Linked DNA regions of Gossypium hirsutum: region 2 is linked to region 1. Evidence: chromatin contacts called from public Hi-C data. All regions are on one chromosome and are shown on one strand. The core of a region is the stretch at or near the end of the contact, and the rest is flanking DNA. Distances in the headings are between cores, read along the strand shown. Region 1 holds the start of LOC107920686 (CBL-interacting serine/threonine-protein kinase 21). Region 2 holds the start of LOC107921410.

What was found. Hi-C and Micro-C count contacts between places; a contact is called where the count stands out from the background.
Region 2: a contact with region 1 is called in a Hi-C map of leaf, with 1.6 times the contacts expected there. The contact joins the promoter of LOC107921410 here to the promoter of LOC107920686 in region 1. A contact is called at or near these places in 2 of 34 Hi-C or Micro-C datasets (both in leaf).

The regions. Positions count from the first base shown.
Region 1 is chrA08:37,624,416-37,630,220 of Gossypium_hirsutum_v2.1, forward strand. LOC107920686 (CBL-interacting serine/threonine-protein kinase 21) reads left to right here and starts at 3,314. Exons shown (of 14, transcript XM_016850602.2): 1 at 3,314-3,835; 2 at 3,961-4,023; 3 at 4,106-4,177; 4 at 4,278-4,385; 5 at 4,478-4,549; 6 at 4,652-4,705; 7 at 4,856-4,981; 8 at 5,061-5,150; 9 at 5,229-5,354; 10 at 5,424-5,531; 11 at 5,622-5,741. The coding sequence starts at 3,674.
Region 2 is chrA08:38,059,528-38,065,332 of Gossypium_hirsutum_v2.1, forward strand. It overlaps LOC107921410, which reads right to left and starts at 3,365. Exons shown (of 9, transcript XM_041075903.1): 1 at 3,046-3,365; 2 at 247-2,829; 3 at 61-156. The coding sequence starts at 2,712.

The DNA of each region.
Region 1 (5,805 bases), core at 2,064-4,563:
GTTTTTTTCTTGATTTATTCTTGATGATTTGACATGATAGATCCTGGTTTATTAAGTTTTATTTCAGATTTATTTTACAAATATAACAATTTGGGTTTTAGAAAGAAACGGATATTTAGCACCTAATCATCCCACTTAAAAGTACAAGGGACAATGCACTTTTGATACCTATACTTTTTATAAAATGTCCAATATGATATTTATTCTTTGAAAATGTTCAATATGATACCTGAACTATCAATTTATATATTACTTAATATATGTACTATCCAATATGATACATATACTTTAAAAATGTCTATTATGATACCTAGAGTTAACATGCTAGTGAATGTTAAACCACAAATTAAAATTTAATATATGAGAACTGTCATTTACCATATCTTCAATTTCACATGAATGATATATCATTACATGAAAAACTATATTATTAAGCTTAAATAAGCAAAAACATCATACTCTCTGTTTAACAAAGTCATCTTCTGTAAAAAGCTTTATAAACTTGAAATTAAATTCCTTCTAAATCCTAATTGCAGAAATTTTATCTTGATTCTTCACATTTTCTTTCAAAAACTTTACCTTTTTAATTTAAAATAACTTTAACTAATTTCATGAAAACCAAAATCAAGCCATTATTCAATAAGAAAAGCGAGAGACGTAATTTCTAAAAATAAATTTGCTTGTATAAAATAAGAAACTTTTTTGAAAAATCTAAGGAGAAATAATTGAAAATTTAGGAGTTAAAACTTGTTAGCACAACCTATTAAAACTTTGCTGTTTAAATCTCCTTCGAGAAAAATCAGATGCAGGTTGATTTTTTTTTCTAAAGTCAAACTTATATTGTTTAAGTTTGATTGTTTGTCTTCTATTTTAGTTTTTTATATTTTTCACAATACCATATCATTCATCTGAAATTGTTAATTTAAAAATATATATATGTCAAATGTTTATCGATTAATTTAACTTCACTAATAAATTAATTCTAAAGATTATATAATAATTTAAAATTTTAAATAAAATATTAAACATTTTCAAAATATAAACATCAATAGATAAATTGATATATTCTAACATTTTCAGAATACAAAAAACAGCATTAAAATACTAGGTATCAAATCCCAAAGTATAATGCAATGTATTCAGAACATACCCCCTGGAAGTCGGGCTCCACGCCTGATCCTATAAATCTAGATCGAATTTGGATTAGGAAATTTTAGTTTCGATCTGAGTTATTTATTAATTAAAAAATTATTTAAATTTAAACATAAAAATATTTTTCTGAAATTGAATGAATAATAATTAATCAGAAACAATTTTAGAAAAGAAAACTTATCCGAGTTTAAATATAGTTGACCTTGCATAATTACGAGTGAATATGTATATGAAGGATGAAATTCAAAAGCCGTAGCTAACTTTCATACCACACCTATATCCAAAGAAACATTGTGAACCTCATAACACCAACCCGATCAACCTGCCCACCCGTCAGCCAAACACCCTATGACTTGGGCTTTTGAAGAGTCCTACCATGTGATTGTGATCGTGCATGTTAACTCCTTCACAATTTATGGCTACCCTTCTCCACCCCTAGGAGCTGTCTCCATTTTATGTGTTTTGAGCTGTCCCTACATCCTTATAAATTTTAAGGAAATCTCAAATGTGGCTAATATTATTCCTCTATAAATGGGTGTAAGGCATATTAATATTTTCAATGATTTATGATTAGCTTGGTTCGACCGAACAAATAAAACATTTAGGCTCAGTTTACAAAAAATTCAATTGATAATACATTTATAATTACCACCTATATCATAATCATAAATCTTTTTTATTTACAAATTCGAAATAGAAATAAGAACGATTTCAAACTATTAATCAATTGAATAATGTGAGAAATACGTTGAATATTTGACAGAAAACATGAAAGAAATAGGAATTAAATTAAAATAAAAAAGGAAATGAAATCATAGCAAAAAGATGTGGTATTAGGTCATTTGTCCTACATGCGCAAATCAAAATCGGGCGGATCTTTACTCGGGGTACAGCATAAACTTAAAAAAATTGAATAAAAAATTGATGAAACTCATTCAAGAACAAGAAAATGATATCGTGATTCGGATTAAATCCCAATGAACAAGAATTGATCAATGAAAAGTTTGTGCAATAAGTTTAGCGAATTTTTTCTATATTATAGATTATAGGAAAACGAGCCAAAACTTAGCTAATCAATCATATCCTGTCACACTGGAAATAATATTCTATATTGGATTTCTTATTGTTTTTGCTGTCAAATTGTCGATTATACACTTCCATACGTGGTTACCAGATATCTAGGGGGAGGCCTATTACAATACTTGTTTGCTTTTAGCCAGAATTTTATTAAAAATGGAAGCATATGAATTAGTTCGGATCAATATGGAATTATTACCCATCGCATTCCATATTATGGAATTATTACCCATGCGCATTCCATATTTTCTCCATGGTTGATAATAGTGGGTACAATGCAAATAATTTATGCAGCTTCAACATCTCTTGGTCATAGGAATGAAAAAAAAAGAATAGTCTATTCCTCCGTATCTCATATGGGTTTTATAATTATAGGAATTGATTTGATAACTGATACGGGTCTCAACGGAGCTACTTTACAAATAATGTCTTATGGCTTTATCGGTGTTGGATTTTTTTCTTGGCAGCAATGAGTTATGATAGAATGCGTCTTGTTAATGTATCTTGTTTATCTTGACGAAATGGGTGGAATAGTCTTTTCGATTCCAAAAATATTTACGATAGTCAATATCTTATCCATAGATTCTCTTGCATTACAGGGCATGAGTGGTTTTGTTGATCTTGAAAATGAAATGAATAAAGAAAATATAATTTTGACAGGGGTCTTGTTCATGGCATTCAAGTCAATCCTCCAAGTTCTATTGAGGCCTTCTCTTCAGAGTTCACACTGATCGAATCAAAAGAGTTGGGCTGGTCCTGAAATGTGAGAAATGTGATTGGAATTAAAAAATGGAAAAATTCATTATCAAATCTCGCACCAACTACTGTATCTTGCATAAAAAGCAGTGAAGAAGAAAATGACGAATACCGAAAACAAAGAAATAATGATGAGGCAGGAAAAAAAATTCAAGTAGAAATATAAAAGATGGGGAGCACATTTAAATCATGGCAGTTCTAATCCAAGACCAAGTTGAGACTAAAGATTGAGAAAATAAAAGCACGCCAAAGAAACTCTAGTTTTGACACAACGGCTAACTTCCATTCAAATTCAAAACATGCAAACTTCAGTCTCACCAACCAGCCGTCTCATCTTCCCTTCCATGCAATCTGAAGCTCAAGCAAAGTTTTCAACCACTTCATAGGTTGAGGACAATATTATTACACTTTAAGAATTATAATAATTCTCATATCTATTAGGCTTTTTAAGAACACGCAGACATGAAAGTAGCCAATAAAACGCATGTGTTACGACCTTCCAACTTAAGCCAAATCAGATTTGTTTTTACAATAGATTTGGAGCACACAGGATACAAGGAACATCTGCAAGGAGTTTAGGAGGAACGACTGATTGTTTCTCTCGGAACAGGGGCAAGGATTGAGATTTCTTGTTTTTCTGAGGCTTACAGGAGAAGATTAGATTTGACTTTCGTTTTTGAAATATATTATGGGGCTTGCAACAACTATAGGTAAGTATCAGCTAGGTAGAACTATTGGAGAAGGTACCTTTGCCAAGGTCAAGCTGGCTGTGGATACCACCAACGGTCATCATGTTGCCATCAAGATTATCGATAAGGCCATGGTGCTGGAAAGCAATCTCAAGTATCAGGCGAGTATCCAACCCTTGCTTTGTTATATGTCTTCTTGTCCTCCATTGCCGTCTCCAACCTGACAAATATACCAAAAGAAATATATATATATATTGCAGCTAAGAAATCAATACTCAAATTTCAGGTACAAAGCGAGATCCGGACCATGAAGCTTCTACATCACCCCAATGTTGTAAGAATATATGAGGTATGTTTTTGTTTTCTGGATTGATCGACTGGTACCAATTCTTGCACCCTAATCTATCATTAGAGGTAAAACCTGGTTGCAGGTTATTGGCTCCAAGACGAAGATATACATAATAATGGAGTACATATCAGGAGGGCAACTTTCAGACAAATTGGTAAGACTTATCAGACTGCACCAGGGATCCAATAAAGTTTTGGTGTAAAGCTTTTCAATTTTCAATTTACAATTTTAATCCTTTTTCCCTTACAATACAGTCTTATGCTAAAAAATTGAGTGAACCAGAGGGAAGAAAAGTTTTCCAGCAATTAATAGATGCAGTGGACCATTGCCATGGAAAAGGAGTCTACCACAGAGATCTAAAGGTATGTCTAACATACAGTTTTTCTATCTTCACAAATGAGCAAAGAAAGGTCACTTAAACCAATTAACATTTGGATCAATCGTTTCTATATAGCCAGAGAATTTGCTTTTGGACAGTAAGGGAAACCTTAAAGTAACTGATTTTGGACTGAGTGCTCTAAGGAAGGTAGCCACAGCCTTTCTATTTACTTAAATAAATTTTCATCAGTTCTGATTAATTCCAAACCATTATTGTGGAAATTTGGCTAAAAGTTCACATGAAGTGCAGCCTGGAGATATGCTAACTACAGCGTGTGGCTCGCCATGCTACGTAGCACCGGAGGTAAGACATATCACTTCTTGTTCATTTGTTCTAAACTGTTTAAATTAACAAGAGAACAAAAGTTCGTAGAGAATTATAGACCAACAGCTAACTGTTCTTTAACAAAGCAATCTTACCAGATTAGGCTCATGATTCATTTTTTGGTAATAGCTACTTGCAAATAAGGGCTATGATGGAGCAACTGCTGATATTTGGTCTTGTGGTGTCATCCTTTTTGAACTGCTTGCTGGCTACTTACCATTTGATGATCGTAATCTTGTTGTTTTATACAAGAAGGTTTGCATCTGCATATAGAAGAATAACCTTCATCAGGTACAATAAGGTACCTTTCACTGATGTTTCTACTTCTGTGAAGATATCTGGAGCAGAATACACATGTCCGCCATGGTTTACAGGACCTCAGAGGAAGCTGATTGCGCGAATACTTGATCCGAATCCAAAAAGGGTATTAACTCCAAGACAATCTCTGAGATATGATTTCCAAATTAAAAACAAAACAATAATTTCTCTTTATATTATACAGAGGATAACAATTCCAGAAATCATTGAAGATGCATGGTTTCAAACAGATTATACGCCTTCGTGCGGCTATGAATACGAAGGGAAAATAGACCTGGATGATGTTAGTGTCACCTTTGATACAGTTGAGGTAAAGTCTGAAATTGGTATCAACATAAAGAGTTTCAAGCTTCATCTAAACATCTAAAATACCATACAGGAACAAAACGCAGAGATGAAGACCCACAAATTCTCAAATTTCATAAATGCATTTCAGTTGATAGCAATGTCACATGATCTGGATTTATCAGGTCTCTTTGAAGGACAGGCAAGTCTGTTAAATCAAAATCAAGATTCACATCAGACAAGCATTCTTAGTTCATTCCTACATTAAGTAAACTATTGTTTTCTTACACAGGATGGCAAAAGGCAGAGAACCACAATTGGATCCAAGCATACAGTTAATGAAACCATAAAGAAAATAGAAGCCGCTGCAATGGATGTGAGTCTGTCGGTTGAAAGGATGAATAGTTTCAAGGTACAAACTGCGGTTGTCTCCAATTCTTTTGACAAGTGACTAGTTTTTTATGTAACTCATTGTT
Region 2 (5,805 bases), core at 2,115-4,614, 440 kb after region 1:
TAAGAAATAATAGAGAAAGAAATTAAAGTTAATATGATGAAAAAGAGAAGAAACAGGAACCTGTAAGCCTCGTGCAATAGCTTCAGCCTCGGCCTTTGTTGGCTCAATTTTGGACGGGGATATGTTGTCATTATCAGGATCCAGTTCCAACTCACCCTGGGCATTCTAGGGTGCAAGGATATGTTAGAAAGATTAAAATATAATATTGCAAGATGTTCTATATGAATTTTTTCTCTTGAATCTCACCACTGATTCTGATTCATTTTCAGCCACTTCTCCTTGAACTCCGTCATGCTTCATAGAAGCACCCTCTTGAACTTTGACTTTAACTTCTTCAACCTCTTCTAAAGCTGCTTTTTTAACTGAAGCAACAAACTGTGGTATGAAACTCAAATGGTTTACAGATAGCTTCGAATTTTCCGCAGCACTAGGATCATTTTCACCAGGTTTTACCTGCTCACCATCCTTTTCAGCAAATTTTTTGCAACTTGAAATGCTATTATCAACCAATGCTGTTTTAGATTCATTTTCAGTAATTTCGTTTTGCTCTGTGCACAGAATACTTGGAACGTCAAAATTTTCCACCTTCAATGCATTATTTGCTTCTTTATCTTCCATGGAAACAATTTTCTCCTTAGTCCTCAATGCCCAAGTGGAATTAGAATTATCTAGTGATCTAGGATTGTTACTGGAAACATGTTTATCATGAATTAAAGTTGTAGGTTGTTCTGGAGACTGAACAGGTTCTGGGGAAAGGGCAACATTTAGCATGTCTTGTGGGGATCGAACTGGTTCCATAGTGATAGAGCATTGAGTTTTCAGATCATGAGGACTAATGTTCATCTTAAGAGTATGAGCATAAGCATTGTCTGGAACACCAGTGGCATTAAAACCCAGAATCTTTTGTGAAGACTCAACCCAAGGATTTTGACCATCTGTTACACAATGTATTGAACTACCTTCGACCACACCTTTTAAAAATGCTGGGTTACATGCACCATTTACCTGTTCGGGTAAGCCAGATGCTTCATAAGCAGGGGCACCCTGAGTTGGGTTCTGAACATTTCTCCACACAGACTGCCCATGTAAATGTCCCTGTGGCGCTTGGTAAACATTATCTCCTCCATAAGGGTAAGGATAATTCCCATAGCGGACTCCACGTTCTTCAGGAGGAATGTGAAGGTGGGCTGTAGCAACCACAGGTTGATCGTGAAACACTTCGTTCCCCAATTCAGATACAGTTTGGTGATGAACATAATTTGAAGGCAGATGATGGCCATCAGCTAAACTAGCATGCCCAAGAGGTAAATTCATGCCAGCACCATCATGAACATAGTGGTCATTCAATCTTCCAGCTCCAGGTATGTGACTTCTAGCTTCCTCAACACAAGGATTCAATTGGTTCTGCAAAGCCCGTCCTCTATCATGACTATGCGTTTCACCATAAGCAGAACGGGGATCAGTGTGATCCTTGGAATAAAACCCATGCTGCAATTTTCCATCTGCATTAAGCATGAAAGCTTCATGGCTTGGTGGGCATTCCGCACATGGACTATTAACCTGAGGAACTCCATTTCCCATGATAGAATGATCCAAAAGTGGCGTTTGATTTCTGCTGAAAGTAGCCCTGCAGTGCTCACAGATGTGGTTCCCCTCATAAACACTATGACCATGAAGTATATTACTGGGAAAACCAGCAGGCTTATTACCAGGTATAGCTCCAGTTGGCATCCATATTACATTATCTGAAAACTGCGGCTGGTGCTCATATTGGGGATGATGACTTAATTGCTGCCTCACATATTCCTCAGGCAATCTGTCCAGGCATTTGTCTGCTAATTCTGGAAACGGTACTCGGTAACGAGATGAAGAGGGTGAAGGCGGAAACTCTGATAGCGTTCTGGGATCATGGTGCCCATGATGCCTAGGAGAATAGTAAGCAGGACTCCATGTACCTTCCATTTCATTGTACCTCTGAGGAACTGGGGGCAGTAGTTGCCCGGATCCCATTTGAGGAATATTAAGATGATGCAAGTTATAAGGCGGCACCAACATCTCAGCATTCCTCTGGCTATGAAGGCTACCATCAACACTCACACCGTTAAAGAATTGTTCAGCTAAATGAATATCATCGGAAACTGGAGCCATCACAGGAGAGTCACACTTCTTAAAATCAGAACCCTCATTTAAACTGTTCAAAGCATCCACATACCTCCTCTCAGTCTCCCTCTCATCCCCATCAACATAGTGTGATGAACCTTCTCGGTCAGGATGAGAAAATAGAAAAATCCTAAGCCTAGTGAACCCATCGCCTGCACCCAACTTCTCATACTCCTCCATCATGTTAGTCACATCATCATCATTCACAACTGACACTAAAGCATCAAGATCCTCATCAGGCTGCTGATATTTCAAAACCGCCGCTGCATCATAAAGCTCCCTCATCTTATTCATCAACTCCTCATAACTAATATCTCTCGGCAGACTTACAATTCGCGTTTCTCCACCAACATACCTCAATTTCCCATCTTGTGGTCGAGGCAAAATGCTACCTAAGAAGCTACACAAGAATTTTAGACGCGGGGGTTCATCATTGGAACTAGGGATGGAAGAAGCCAGGGCAGCTACCGGGGTTGATGAAGGTGAATCCATCAAATACACAGCTTGATTATTATGCTGCTGTTGATGATCAACTATTCCCTTATTACACATGGGAAGGTTTTCGCTTTTAAGCTCACACCATGTAAAACATAATCGAAACTCTACCAATTTGTCAACCAAATTTCCAAGTTCACTAATTTTAACACCAGCAACAGATTGATTCTCCACCTGGTAACTCAAAAAGAGTGCCAGAAATCATCAAATCTCTCAGATTCTCAACACAAAAGGAAAAAACTAAATATAATCCAACTGAGCAAACAAAAAAATCTATCACCGACCAAATTCATCAACAACAGCTTAAACAAGCCCCAGCAAAATTTAACAGTTTCCAGATTCAATTAGAAAAACCCGAAATCAGATTTAGCCAGAAAAAAGAAAGAGTACCTGAAAAATGGGGATTGTAGGGGAAAAAACTTATTTATTTAATGTTTTCTCTCTCTGCATGATTGGGTGAGGCTTTCTGTATATTTATGAAAGGAAGAATGAACGAGAATATGGGCTAATCTAAAAATTCAAGAAGAATTGGAGAAATTGAAGGTAAAGAAGAAGGAGAAGAAGAAGAGGAGGAGAGGCATAGCCCAAACGCAAATGGAATTTTTTTGGAATGATACCATGCCATGCCAAGGCTGTACGCCAGGTAACGTCCCACGTGGCACAACCATCTCTTCACTCACCCTTTTCTTTCTCCCTTCTTCCTTTTCCCCTATTTATTATCTCCTCCCTCGACCCGTGTGCTATAGAGTCATTATTTTTAATTTTTCAATTATTAGAAAGTTTCTTATTAAGTGATTCAATTTTAAAAAAATTTTAGAAAAATTTATTTTTATTTTTAATTTTTATCTATTAAATCATTTACACCTTTTTGTCCTTTGATTGGACATCATGAAAGAGTTTTTCCTGTTGGGTTATTGAAAAAAATCCAACACCTTAAAATTCAGGTATAACATTTAGTACTTTTCCAAGGTTGAATACCGAGAAAGTTTGAGAAAAGTTGGAAAATGAGTTAGATAAATAATTTTTATGAAAGGGAAATTCATGTTGGACAGGGAAATCAATGAAAACTATGGTTGATGCGAGAATGTCGCAAAAAAACTAAATTGGAAATTTTAAAAAGTTGGAAACTAGAAATGTGAATTATTATTAATTAATTAGTATAAGAATAAGTCGAAACATGTATTGATGTGATGAAAATCACTTTTTAGACCAAATAGAAAAAAAAATAAAGTATGGAAATTAAATTATAAATTTTCTTATTTTCATCGAGAGAAGAAAAAAAGTGTAATTTTCACTATATAGTGACTTTTATAAAGAATTAAATGTGAATATGGAATTTGAGGGATTGAGTGTCTACTTTTGTGAAGAAATTGTATTGAAAGGTAAAAAATAGGGAAAATGAGAATTTTGTCACATAAGGGCATTTTAGGTATTTCTCAATAATTATATGTTGAAAATATTATTTTGATATACGGAATTTGTAACATCCCTTTTTCGACTCAGTCGCCAGGTTCGAGCTACAGGATGTCACATCCGTTGCCGGAGCAACTACCATAAATAAATCATTCAATCATATCATAAACACATTCACATTATGATATACAATTGAATCCAAGCCTTAATCAAGCTTACGAAAGCTCGTTTGTTGACCCGAGCATGAAATGTAACAAATTTTTAAGTATTGAAAATTCAAGGTTGATGTCGTGAAGTCACCTCCTCCATGTTGTGACGTTGCCAAACAATTTGCCACTTCAAAACCTCAAGCCACCCTACATCGCGATGTGACTCATTGTCGATCGACGTTGCGACGAGGAATGTTTCTCATCAAGACATGGACTTTGTATTTGGTAAAAATAAACCATTTGGTATCAATTTCAAAACTCTCAACTAAACCTATTAAACCATTTGATCATTCAGAAACATGCCAAATACATATATTTCCTACTAAAACATGTCATTTACCAATTCAAAACAAGATCAATTTAAAATAAGTTCAACTATTACACATCATCCAAATGTATTCCAAACCAAGTAACCAAATACCTAACTTATCTATGCCAACTTCATATTCAAACATGCCTAATAGTTGAATCATCACATTGCTCATCATTCAAACCTAAACAATCTGATGTCATTTCATCTAACAATTTGGCTATGAAACTTCAAGCATTAACAACATTACACCATCCCAAAACATGTCATTTCAAACACCATACATTTCTCAAACATATCAACAAAAAATATGTCATTTCAACTAGGCACCAATCGTTAACAAATCATGCATTTCAACCATATATGAAGAAAATAATTAAACTTCAATTCAAACATACTAGGTAATGGTAAAACAAGCTTACACAAGTATACATATTCACATATAGATACATACACTTTAAGACACTTAAATACATGTCACAATCTTAGACTTAAAATGACAAAAAGCTACCGATTCAAAAACAGGTTAGCATGAGCTTCAATGTCGATCTGGATTAACTTGTTCCGCAAAGTGATCTACAAGAAAAAGGAAAAACAACAGGGCAAGCATATACAATGCTTAGTAAGTTCGTATAGAAACTAAAACTTACCTTGATTAATTAAACATAACAATTATTCAATAAGCTATCAAATTAAATTTCCTTGGCATCTGAATACATATCTATACATGTAACAACATTTCAAATCGAAGACATTAGATACGATCTCAGATCATAATATCGCCAACATTTAAAACATAATCACATAACAATCTATGAATCAAATTTCATCAATACCATTTCATTTTCAATTCATAATCTAAATTCAATTTCCAATCATTTAAACATCGGCAAGTGTAATTATAATAAAACGGACTCGGATACATGGAAATATAATCCTCACACAAGCTAACATGGATCAGGGATGCTCACACAAGCTAATATTGTATCGAGGTTACAGTCTAGGCTAAACGATCAATAAATATAAACCGAGAATTCACAACAAATGTTGGATCTCATATAACCATGTAAATCCTTGCTTGTTTCCATATTTAACCTTAATGCCATGCCATATGTATCCAAATCATTTACTAAGTTCATATGGGCATTATTATTGTAATCATACCATTTCAATCCCTGTAATAGTATAAATATGTCATACCAATCTTATAAACATTCC